Regions from separate parts of the Canis lupus genome. Here region 1 is linked to region 2. Evidence: chromatin contacts called from public Hi-C data. All regions are on one chromosome and are shown on one strand. Each heading gives the region's core, a stretch centred on a gene start, on an enhancer-like site or on the middle of the called end of the contact. The rest is flanking DNA. Distances are from core to core; before and after follow the strand shown.

Region 1 (6,401 bases), core at 3,353-5,852, 250 kb before region 2:
TTTCAGAAAAAAGGATACTTATTCTTTCGGAATATATACTCCTAGAATAGTCCTTTCTGAGATGTTGGTGGGGCACAGTTTGTCAGTTTGCCTTTTCCTCCCTTGGTCTCCCACAGATGAAGAGTTTCTGTTGTCTGTTAACTGTTAAAGGCTAGACTCTAAGCAGAATTGTTAACAAAAGCCTTTTTCATTAGTGTGACTATAGAACATTATCTTAGATAATGGTAGGCTCTCTTTCTTTCCTATCGTTACCCACCGCTCCCCTACCCCGGGCCAAAAAGACTCAATAATACGAATTATGGTTAGAGTAGGGAGAAAACCAGCACCGTTTAAAGAAGTGTGTCACAAACACATACATACAGAAAGAACAGTTTTCTCTTTAATTAGATCGATGCTATTCATTGGAAGGCAACTGTTCAGTGAGGTCCTCCCAAGCCCAGAGGCCCACACGTATTTCTTTGCCGTAACATTCTGGTGCTTTGTTTGGCAAGGCCCAGAGGAGTATGAAGCAGAAATGGAAGAGTCTAGAAGTGTGTGGTCTCTTTCTGGCACTTACTGACAGTTGCCTCTGTGTGATTGGCCCTGAGAGCGGAACAGAGGTGATGGGGAATCTTTAACATTTTCCTCTATTTGTCTCAGGCTTAGAGAACCATAATAGCAAGTGAGTATTGGGCTGGCTTTGCATTTTCAGTTCAGTCCAGGAATTCCTTTACTTTTTTCTTAGTTTAGCGCATTTGCTATCAAACTTGTATGCATAAAAATCACCTGAGGATCTTGTTAATACACATGTGCAGGCCTCTGCCCTAGATCTTAATGAGTAAATACATCTGCCATGTGGCTGGGCATCAATACTGTTTTAATCATCTTCACCATCCTCTCCCGCACCCCTCTGGTGCAGACTGAAGTTTGAGGTTTAGTGGAAAGAGTAAGCTGGACCTGTTTTCTTAGGAACCTGTTTACTTGGTATTTTTATAACCTTGAGAAAGTTTCTTAATACCTCTAAGCCATGTATGAAGAAGATAATACATTTCTCTAAGATTGCAATGAGGATTAGAGGACTTAACATATAACAAGCTTGGCCCACAGAAGGCATTCCATGATGCTCTCCTCATTACAAATGAAACTTGTCATCTGGCTCTTGCCTACCTTATCACTCTGATTTTGTACAATCTTACCTCTCCTCCAATTATGGTAGATTACTAGTTCCCTAAATAAGCCTCAGGGAGGCTTCCCTGCCCTTACATTTGTAATTAGGATGCTAATGCTAGGAATCTGTTCTGCTACTTGTAGCCTCCCTAGTAATTTCTTTCTTTCTTGTTCTTGAAGACCATTCACCTGTCATAGCTTCTGTGACCCCTCTGGCCTTTCCTGTACCCTCCCCTGCCAGGCGTTGCTTTCATCTGTCCAGCCCTGTCCAAGGGCCGTCCATGGTGCTTAAGAAGGAGAGCATGAGTTCTAGAAGCAGGCATGGTTGTGAATCCTGACAGCCTGCAACTAAATTTGTGAGGTTGGACAGGATGCTTTATTTTTTTAATGTGCAAAATGGGGAATAATAGCATTGTATAGTATTGTGAGAAATAAGGGCATCCTGTGTGAAGCATACAGCACATTAGCTTTCAATAAATAGAGCTGTTTCTTTAATGATAATAATTTTGTCTTTTCTCCTTTTTCAACTTTCTGTGTTGAGTGCCTAATAAAATCCTGACATTCCATGGATTCTCAGTAATTATCTGGTGAAGGAATGAGTGGGTCCATGAATAAATGATAACTATATGAAAGGCAGTGGGACAGCTACCAAACACTATTTACAGGTTCTCTTTACATTCAGATGCTGAGTGTTCAGACAGGAAGCCTACGGACTGTGTATTTCAAATTGTATTAGAGTATAATTATATATAGCTAAGTTAAACTGTTGAAGAAAAAAGCAAATTTAAATTTCAGCGCTCTTAAGGGAACTATGGCGCAGAACATAGCCATAGGATATACTGGTATATTTTAAAATTTAAGTTCAAATTTAATCTTCCTAATAATAGCTGTCGTGATTTTTGAGGTATGGTTTTTTTAGATGCTTTTGCTTCCCTGTATTCAGTCATTGATCTACAGGCCTACCTCGTTCTGTATTTTTCACTTCACTACACTTCAGATGTTGTATATTATATCATTATTGTATCAGTTACGGTGACCTGGGATCAATGAGTCGCTTTGCTGAAAGCTCACATAGTAGTCAGCATTTTTTAGCAATAAAGTATATTTTAAGTAATGTATGTACTTTTTTTTTTTTTTTAAAGATATAATGCCCTTGCACAATTAGACCACATTTTGGTAAATGTAACTTTTACATGTGCTAGGAAACTAAAACATTCATTTGACTTGCTTTCGTGTGATGGCCACTTCATTGAGGTACTCTGGGACTGAATCCAGTGTCCCCAAAGCATGCCTGTGAATTGCTCATTTGATCAAGTAGCTCGCTGATCTAATGATAACAGAAAAATGGTCAATTCTTTTTCTTGCAATAGCAACATTTCATTGAGCTGGATGAAAGTCGACAGAGATTATTGCAGAAATGCAAGGAGCTGATGAAGAGAGCTAGGCAAGTATGTAACCTGGGTGCAGAGCAGACAGTTCCTCAAGAATACCAGACAGTAAGTATAACAAGTATATAAGGCTGCAAGGTCACATGCTGCGCACCTTCTTTATCTGCTTCAAGTGTGTTAGGCATTGTAATGGGCCCTGAGAAACACAACGTGCCATAAGGAATGTGGGATCCCACCCCCCCATTTTTAAACTGAATATGTAAAGTCATTGTGCATAGTGGATTTTCTTTCCTGTATTCAAACCTGGGCATTCCTCCATCTTCGCTTAGTCCTAAAGTTATTAAAGCACGGCTATCCCCTTGCATAGTTCTCAGTTCCGTAACATTCATTCTTCCAATAAGAGGCTTTTTTTCTCCAAACTCCCTTTAAGAGGTAGCGTCAGGGGATGGGGTGTAGTTCTTTATGGAAACATAGCATTGGTAATTGGCATATAAGAAATAGTAAATAGAAGGGATGTCTAGAAAAAGGCAAAATGAAAAGGTTTTTCTGGAAGTTAGCATGTTTATTTAGGTTTAAGCGGGACCTGAATCTTTAGGGCTAACATCTGGTGAGAAAAGGAGAAAAAGAGCCTTTCCTCCTTCCCTTTCTGTTTTCTGTGCTGACATATTGTTCAGTTAGTACAAGGAGTTGTTGCCCTCTAGTCCACGTTCCACCACTGATTATGCGGCCCCGTGGCTCTGTTATCTGACGAGTGGGGATCATACCAACTCTCAGAACAATGTCAAAATAAAAGTAGAAAATGAATTTTTATTTAAGGTATTTTATCTTAATTTGAACAGATAACGAATGTATATTTCCCTATTTCAGTAGTTCATGTCCCATCTCTTTCAATACCTAATGAAATGGTGGGTGGGGGGAACCATTCGGATTATAATTTTCAAATCCTCAAAGATCTTACTCTGTTATATCAACTACACCATAGAAAATGGTTCTATTTAGGCACATAATAGGGATGTAGTAGGTACATAGAAAAGACGAACTGAGTGGTGGCTGTTTCTAAAAATATATTAGAACTTCTCTAGAGTACATGGAATTATAAAATAAATATTAGCACAAGATCTGCACCAATTTTTTTTTTCAGAGCGTAGAATTAGTCTACTCTTGATAAGTTGTATTGTTTTTGAAAGAAAATTAGAAGATAATTCACATATTAAAAACATTACTGATGTATCAGGCATTGAACAAGACAGATACTTCTCTACTGAAATTTATATTCTAGTCTGGAGGGTGGAGCAGATAAATGAATTAAAAAGCAGATAATGTTGGCTGTCAAGAGGTGCTAAGAAGAAACAAGGTAAGAGGATAGTGTCAGGGAGCCTCCTTTGGGAAGATACTATTATAGAGGATTCCTGAATGCAGAAAAGAAATTAGTCAAGTAAGAGTTGGAGGGTAAAGTTTTCCAGGCAGAGAAAACAGCTCCATACAAAGCCCCTGAGGTAGAAGTACACAGGGCAGGTTTCACATGAAGGAAGCAATCTCAGTCTGGCTAAGACATTATGATCCAGGCCCAAAGGCAGGCAGGAGTCAGATCATGCAGCCCCGTAAGCCCATGGAAGGAGTTTGGATTGTACGTGGAGACGGAACCCACCAGAAGAAGATCAGAGAGAGGAGTGATGGGACTGGTGTGGGCATGTAGGAGCCCCCTCTGCCTGCCAGGCGGAGACTCGAGGAGGGACCCAAGAATGAAAGCAAGGAGGCCATTTAGAAGAGGATTGCTTCAGGGCCAGGCCAGAGCGAAAAGTGGCAAGGAGCAGGGTAGGAGCACTGGAAAGGGAAGTTTGCCGACCTGAGGATCTTTTCGTGACAGTCAGCAGGACTGGCTAATGGATTTCAGGAGAAGGGCAAGAGGGAGAACCACCCCCTATGTTCTGCCATTGACTGAAGGAGAACTAGGTTTGCCCCCATTGGTGGGGAGGGTGGGTGACAGGAGTCTTTCTGTTGGACCATCTCCACCTGAAGATGCCTGTTAGGGAGCCTGTGAAGACCCATGCACGTGCGCAGCACAGGCTGAAAGCTCAGCAGTCACGTCAGAGCAGCAGCAGATGCTGACTAGAGAGAGCAGTTCAACTTCTCCAGGCTTTCAGAAACAGTTAAAAGACCTTAAAATTGAAGTATTAGATTAATGTAATACTTCAGGACCTCTTTCAGAGCGTCAAGATGCATTCTGTACCTCATTTTGTCTGAGTGTTGCAGGTTCCCCCTCAGACAGGAAAGGGCCTGTGCCCACTTCTCTGTCAGGGCTCAGAAGGTAGTACGGTTGATCCTCGAACAACATGGGCTGAACTGCACGGGGCCACTTCTAGAAATTGCCCCAGGGCAATTTCTTTCAATAAATACAGCACTAAACGTATTTTCTCTTGTGTTTTTCTTAATAACATTTCCTTTTGTCAAGTTCACCGTAAGAGTACAGTATATAAAACCCGTAACCTACAAAGTACGTGTTATCTCATACGTGTTATCTCACTGTTGATATTATCGCTGAGGCCTGCAGGCAGCAGTGGACTACTGGGAGTTAGACGTGTATTTCTGACTACACGGTGGGTGGGGGCGAGGGGGCGGTCCCCTAACCCTGCGTTGTTCGAGGGTCAGCCATGCTGTGGTGAAATTCTACCGTCGAAGTAATTGGATTCTTAAGATGCTTTTGTCGTTCTTCATAAGTACAGTATAAAGTTCTAACTTCTTGCTCTCTTTCAATGCCCCACATATTCTGGACCCATTCTACCAATTCAGCAAGTACCCACCATTCCAAATGGACACAACTCCTCACCCCCCATGGTATGCAGCGCTCTTTCTGTTCTCCACACTCCTCTCCCTCTGCCTCGCTTTTTCCCCAGCTACTTGCTTGCAGGCCCCAAGATGAAATTGAGGCCTCTTCTTTCCCCTAACTCTCTGTAGTTTCTCCAGCATGAACTGGTATCCCTTCCTCCCCCGTAACTCCCTGTAGCTGTAGGATAGAACGTTAATACTCAGCACCAACACTCGGCCTTAAGGTGTTACCAGTGTTACTAAGTGTATAAAGTGGAAGCTTTTTGAAGGCAAAAACCCCTGTTGAATTCCTCTGATTCCTTGTATGCTAGCATGCTGTTGAACACATAGTAGATACTTACTCAGCAGAACACTTAACTGTTCAAGCAGAACTGCTTCTGCTGGACTGCTTGTAATAACAGACCTTTGTTTTTTTCCCCTTTTAGGCTTTCCAGGATCTTCCAAACACATTGGATGAAATTGATGCTTTATTAACTGAAGAAAGATCAAGAGCTTCTTGCTTCACGGGACTGAATCCTACAGTATGCTACTTGCCCTGTTGCCTCCCGCAAGCACCACTGCCCCCCTCCTCACACCCACCACGCACGCGCACGCACACCTCCTTCCAGCACTCGCCTCCCACTCTGTACTAGAGCTCTTGGTAATAATAAGCCAGACAGCAGGAACAATGTGCTTTAAATGCCAGATTCTGAATCTATTAGAATTTTAAATAGACTCTTCCTAAGGAACACACTGTTCTGTGCCTTTCCTTTATAAAAAGAATCATTGGGCTAACCTGAAATACTGCAGTGTCTATTTTTTCAAGGATAAAAAAACACGTTTAGTAGAAGAACATAAATTGCGTACAAACAATGCAACAATTGGCATATTTTCAGTTAGTATTTTAATTGATGCAGAATTTCCTGTAATGTTATCCTTTGGTAGATTGTCTTAAATAGTTTTTTCTCTGCCAGGTTGTTGAAGAATACACAAAAAGAGAAGAAGAAATAGAGCAATTAACTGAGGAACTAAAGATAAAGAAGGTTGAACTGGATAAATACA
Region 2 (6,722 bases), core at 1,733-4,232:
CCTCTCCTTTTTACAATTGCCTCCTTGCCTGTTCTTTAAATCCCAGTTATTCTATACTGCTTTTCTTTCCAGAATCAAGCTACAATATAACATTTTGGGACAACTCTCAAAATATGGACTTCCAAAAATACGGCTTTAAACATGTTTAAATGGCACATCAGAGGACTGGCTGCTGTCTGGGAGGCAACCTATCTTAGAACTCACCAACATCCATGGGGTCTTGCTGCAGGTTACCTTAACATGACGTGCTTTAAGTTGTGTGTGCATGTAGACACAAACACATATATTCTGTAGGCTTTAACAAGCTGTGTAGAATGTCAAAGCTCTGAGCAGAAACATAACCTTATGATTCTTACTGAAGTCACTGCAAATCCTATAAGGGATTTGTATTTTATTGCTTAAATATTCTTCTTATACATTTTCTATTAAGCAGGATGCACAACTCCTAAACTATGCAATACGAGCACCAAAGATTGCTGCAGGTTGTATGGAACCCTGGTGGGCCTTTACTACTGCTGCTGGAGAGTGGAGGGCACATGGCGTTTAAACAGTGGAAGGGGTCTGTCACTGCTGGAGAAGCCCAGAGCACATCCCTTGCCCTCTGACCTGGTTCTTCTTTTATACCTTGAATTGGCATCCTCTCCAGCTGGGCACTTGAAATGGCTTTCATCGCAAACCAGATCTGGGAGCCAGTTGGATCCCTGCCTCCTTTCTTCTTGGAACAGAAGAGGACCCAACCTGCTCTTCTGGAAACTTGCTAAGATACAGAAGTGAGGTTTTGTGAAAATGAGGTGTGTCCCATCTTTCAGAAACTTGGGAGCATCGAAGGGGATATTTTTTGAAATCAGAGTAGGAAATACTCTTAAAGAAAAGAACACAACCAAAGGCAAATAGGACCTTTGATCTAAAGCTGAATTTTACTGTTAAGCATCTCTGGAGATTTAAAAATTAAAAATCTCTCCTTATCTCCATGTACTTCCTTGAGGCCTGGGCTTTGTCAATACATAAATATGGATTTCTGAAAGTCCTTATGTGAACACAACCAAACACGACTGGGGCATCCAGTCTACAGTCAGCTGTGCACAAAGGAGCCAGACGTACAGGCTCCCCTTCCCAGAAGCCACTTCACAGCCTGCCCGGTATGATACAAGGAAAGTGTGTGTGTCCCAAGCTTCCTGGACCACCAGACTCCCTTGGGAAGCTTGTTGAACATAGAGCCTCTTCATCTCCTCCTTGGAGATTTGATTCAACGGGTCTGTGATGGGGCCAGGATTTGCATTTCTAACAAAATTCTTTATCATCACAGAAACTTTGGAAAATACTGGGCTGACAACTCAGCCCTCTATCTGATGCAGTGGTTCTCAACCCTGGCTACTCATTACAACTACCTGGGAGCTTTGAAATATCCTGATGCTTGGGCTGTGCCCCAGACCAATGATGTCAGAATCTCTGAGAATAGCACCCAGGTACCTTTAAAAAAAGAGATAAAGATATAGGTTAAATTGAACCCAGGTATTTTATTTTTATTTTTTTAAGTACTCCAATTGGTTCCAATGTGTAGCCAAAGCTGCAAACCACCGTTCAGGGCATTTGTCACTTAAAAGCCTCCTTGGATAACAAATTGCTGCAGCTGAATAAATGGGGACAAAGGGAATCAAGGAAGTAAAGTTAATACTGAACAAAGATCAAGGATAACAAGATAGGGACACTCTGGAAGGATAAGAGAAATAAATCCTGTCCTTGTAAAGGTGATTGATAATTCTTGATACTATTGCTTCTACTGATTCCTTTATGCTCTAGATCAGGAATTAGCAATCTTCTTCTGTAAAGGACCAGAAAGTTAATTTTTAAGGCTTTACAGGCTGGACAGCCTTTATGGCAAGTTATTGACTCAGCAGTTGTAGCACAAAAGCAGCCAGATTATATGTAAACAAATGAAATTGGTTGTGTCCCAATAAAACTTTATTTATGGACACTGAAGTATGAATTGCATTTAATTTTCATGTGTCATAAAGTATTCTTCCTTTGATTTTATTTCAATTCTTTAAAAATGTAAAAACCACTCTTAGCTCACAGTCCGCAATAATAGGCCTTGTTTTGGGACTGGATTTGGCATATGGGGATGTAGTTTGCTAAGCCCCCTTTTAGGCTGGGACAATTGAGGTAGCTTGGTATAAGAGGAAAGACAGAAATATGTGTAAAATGCAGTAAAATTATTATCTTGATAAAACTTATTATATTATTATTATTATTATTATTGAGTGGATGGATGAATAAAAAACACTATTGCTGTGCAATGTGACTAGGCTTGGAATAAAAACAGTTACATTTATATTATGCTTACATGTTCCAAGCACTGTTCTAAGTGTTTTACATATTTTAACACATTTAATCTTTACTAAATCCTACAAAGTAGGTGCTATTAATATCCCCATCTTAAGGAATCTGGGCACAGAGCACTGAAGTAACTCATTGGAGGTCACACAATAAAACTAAGACACATAGACAGGATTTCTGTTCAGCACTCAGCCTGTCTTACCCCAAAGTGCATGCTTGTTACCACTAAGTTGTTTTCTGCAAGGTAAAAATAATATATATATATCTGCATCAAATATATAAATCAAAATTATTTTTGTATGTCTTTTTTTCAGAATATTTTTCTTTTTTAATATTCATAAATTTGAATTTTTACTTTGCTAAAAATAATCTAATATTTATATTTTGATTATGTCCTCTGCCGAGACCATAGTTTAAAGCAGTAGTTTTCAACTGGGGGCAACCTAAGCCCATAAAGGGACGCTTGGTGATGCCTGGAGACATGGTTGTCACACTTGAGGGCTGGAGAATGCTACTGGCATCTAGTGGACAGAGGCCAGGGCTGCTGCTAAACATGCTATAATGCACAGGACAGTCCTCTACAAAAAATTATTCGCTCAACATATGTCAATAGTGCTAAGGTTCAGAAAGCCTGATTGGAAGCCAGTGTTAATTGTTAGCATACGGGACCACACACACACACACACACACACACACACACACACACACAAACACCTCATCTGGTCATCTGAGTCATCTTGGCCTCAAACTCAGATTTTCCTTTGCTGACTCAGGTGACTGGTGTGTAGCTGGTTGTGAGAAAGGCCAAAAATACAGACGCCTGTCCTTTGTCTGGCACAGTGCCACCATGGCTGGAGAGAACCAAGCTGACCTGAGCCCAAGCTCACTTTCAGCTTAAAATATCATGAAAAGTAGAAAACCAACACTCAAGCCATTTCTATCATATCCAGAGGATATTTTGGGGACAATCTTTCATCTCGTGGGCAGAAAATACTTGCACGGTGTGCACTGAACCATCTCTGCTGTGATTATAGGTTACTTTGAGCAGTTCTTGCTGCTTTGGTTGGCATGTTGTTTAATTGTGTCTGAGCAAGAAAGGTTGTTTGATGACACTACTAGGTTGGCAGTGGTTGCACACTTATGCTACCCACCTTTCCTGGTGTTGCTTTTAACACTCTGCTCAGCCCTTAGCCTTCACATGTCCCCCCAAACCCAGGATTGGCACCTAAAATGGGCAGTTCAGATCCAGTGCTCATCTATCCAGAACACAGAAGTGTTTTATAAAATGACATCTATTTTCCTGCTAGACTAGACTCATACTCATCTCACCTCTATTTCTGTTAGTTCTCACTTTTACCATTTCCTTTATTTTCTGCAAGGAGGAGAAATGCAGAAACTGTGGAAGCTGCCTCACAAACTTGACACATCTTACAAAACCACTGGGAAAAGCTTTCATTCCTGGCTGTTGGATCCTTATATTGTGATTCACAGAGGAAACCACATAGGTGCACGTGGACCTGGCATTGGCCCTCCGCAGTCCCCCATTAGGAAGAAGAAAAAGGAAGATGCTTACGGTATAGAACCAGAACTTCACAATGGGTGCATTGTAGAATTCATAGATTTTTCTGCCCAGGGGGATTAACCGGTGTCTGCTCTGAACTTCCTCTTCATCCTTCTTTCTGGAAGACTCCCCGTTGTTTCGCCCCAACATTGCCTACAGTGGAAGAGAACCAGTACCATCACGGCAGAGCTCTGGAGACCAGGTAGTTCACTGGGCCCATTTCACAGATCAGGAGTGCATACTCATAGAACCTAAGAGTTTTGTCCAGGGTCCCCAGAGATTCAGAGGTTTTGCCTTCCCTAAGTGTGCATTTACATTATATATAGAATCAAAGGTTTTTGCCTGGGATGGAAAGCCTTTAGGGATAGCTCTTGACCATTCTCTTTTCTTCTACCCTGGGAGCTCTGGAAGCTGTTGATGATAGAAGATACCCAGAGTTCTGGGAGGAAGAAAGAGCAGAGTCTTTGGAAGGCCAGGGATCTGTCTTTTCTTTCTACCCCTTTTTACCATATATGTAGTAAGCCAGGCAGATCTGGATTTGAATTCTACCTCCACCCATGCTAAAATGGCTCTTAACTAAAAAATACATTGGACCAGTAATAACAAACTTAACCAAAGGTTATGAGTATTCCAGAAAGCTAAGTTATCTGAAGTGCCTGGAACTTAGTTGAGTTAGAAACGTCTCCTCAACCCTTAGGCATAAACTTTGGTTCCCTGATTTCAAACACCATGAAACCTGAACTACTGCTGGTATTAGTTTCATGGCAATTCCTAGACACAGTGCCTTCTGTGTGGGACAGTTCACTAGGTGGAACTAGGAGAAGTAGGACCTGACCTGGAGAGGCCTCATCTCCAAGCCATTGGAAGTTTCTTTATAAATAGAATCATTTCCTTCTCACTCATGGCAACAGCAGCTGCAAAAACAGTAATTTAACATCACAAAAAGGACAGAATTTGAGAAAAGGCAGATGCAAGCCGGTCTGGGCACCAAGTGACAGGACGAATGTCCCAATGATGGCCGAAGATCTTGATGGTGAAGAGTTCCAGACTTGGGGTCACTCAGAAAGAGGACTGAGTCCTCTCTTGGATACTCAGAATTCATGGCACCTGGGGCAAATCTTTTAACCACTCTGAATCTTGGTTTCTTTATCTTTCAGTTGGAAGTAGTAATAGCACCCGTTACAAGATTGGTCTACAAATCAATAAGCATCTGCACTTAATAAGGACTCAATATATTCTAGCTAGTGTTTACAAAGAACTGAGACTTTCTTGGATACTCTTGACTGAAACGATCTAGTTGGGAATCTCTCACCAGAAAAAAGAAAAGTGTTATCAGAGGTTTATTACAGCATAATTTATTGGCTTTAGTTCTTTCTTTTTCTTTCCTTCTCTTCTCTCTTTTCTTTTCTTTTTTTTTTTCCTTTTCTTTCATTTATTTGACAGAGAGAGAGGACAAGCAGGGGGAGCAGCAGGCAGAGGGGGTGGGAGAATCAGAGTCCCTGCTGAACAGGGAGTCTGACTTGACTCAGGGGCTTGATCCTAGGGCTCTATCCCAGGACCCTGAAATCATGACCTGAGACACAGGCAGATGTTTAACTGAGCCACCCAGGTGCCCCTCTTTCTTTCTTTTTTAAAGTGGGTTCCATGCCCAGCATGGAGCCCCACATGGGGCCCAAATTCACAACTCTGAGATCAAGACCTGAGCTGAGATCAAGACTTGGATGCTTAGGGGATCCCTGGGTGGCTCAGTGGTTTAGCACCTGCTTTCAGCCCAGGGCGTGATCCTGGAGACTCGGGATTGAGTCCCACATTGGCCTCCCTGCATGGAGCCTGCTTCTCCCTCTGCCTGTGTCTCTGCCTCTCTCTCTCTTCTCTGTCTGTCTCTCATGAATGAATAAATAAAATCTAAAAAAGAAAAAAAAAAAGAGTTGGATGCTTAACTGACTGAGCCACCCAAAGGCACTAGCTTTAATTCTTTCAATATTATTCTAAGATAAGGTTAGTTCTACAATGTTTGGGAAATGAGATTTTTATTTTATTTTTATTTATTTTTAAAGATTTTATTTATTTATTCATGACAGACACAGAGAGAAAGAGAGAGGCAGAGACACAGGCAGAGGGAGAAGCTGGCTCCATGCAGGGAGCCTGACATGGGACTCGATCCCGGGTCTCCAGGGTCATACCCCAGGCTGAAAGCGGCACTAAACCACTGGGCCACCGGGGCTGCCCTATTTTTATTTTTTAAAATTTTATTTAAATTCAATTAAGTAACATATAGTATATTATTAGTTTCAGAGGTAGAGTTCAGTGCATCAGTTGCATATAACTGCTCATTACATCAAATGCCCTCCTTAATGCCCGTCATCCAGTTATCCCATCCCCCACCTACCTCCCCTCCAGCAACCAAGTTTGTTTCCTATACCAAGGAGTCTCTGGCAGTTTGCCTCCTTCTCTGTTTTCACCTTATTTTTCCTTCCCTTTCCTTTCCCTATAATCCTCTGGTTTTTTTTCTTAAATTTCACATGAGTGAAATCATATGATAATTGTCTTTCTCTGATTGACTTATTTCGCTTAGCATAATACCTTCTAGTTCCATCCATGTTGTTGCAAATGGTAAGTCTATTTATTTATTTATTTATTTATTTATGAGAAATGAGATTTTTATTAAATGTGAGAACAGGGCAAATACTTCTAACTGCTCTGAGACTAGGATTTGGGATAAGAAAAAGGACTGGGAAACGAGTTTAGAATTGAGAGCTCTAACTACAGAAATAATTTGTTTATCTTGAATTTGAGACTAGATAATTCTGGTTTCAAACTACCT

Evidence for each region. Hi-C and Micro-C count contacts between places; a contact is called where the count stands out from the background.
Region 1: a Hi-C map of blood shows a contact between it and region 2, with 6 times the contacts expected there. The contact joins two enhancer-like sites. A contact is called at or near these places in 6 of 9 Hi-C or Micro-C datasets (amygdala, blood, liver and 1 more).

What each region holds. Positions count from the first base shown.
Region 1 is chr1:87,867,857-87,874,257 of UU_Cfam_GSD_1.0, reverse strand. It overlaps SMC5 (structural maintenance of chromosomes protein 5), which reads left to right. Exons shown (of 24, transcript XM_038527107.1): 18 at 2,517-2,642; 19 at 5,786-5,881; 20 at 6,314-6,401. Among named protein-coding and RNA genes, the nearest start is that of SMC5, 85 kb to the left of the region's middle. Within about 2 kb of position 4,602, at least 4 of the 20 cell types and tissues checked have an H3K27ac peak or open chromatin away from gene starts, as enhancers often do.
Region 2 is chr1:87,619,146-87,625,867 of UU_Cfam_GSD_1.0, reverse strand. TRPM3 (transient receptor potential cation channel subfamily M member 3) reads right to left here. Exons shown (of 25, transcript XM_038527100.1): 18 at 3,911-4,051. Among named protein-coding and RNA genes, the nearest start is that of MIR204, 130 kb to the right of the region's middle. Within about 2 kb of position 2,982, at least 2 of the 20 cell types and tissues checked have an H3K27ac peak or open chromatin away from gene starts, as enhancers often do.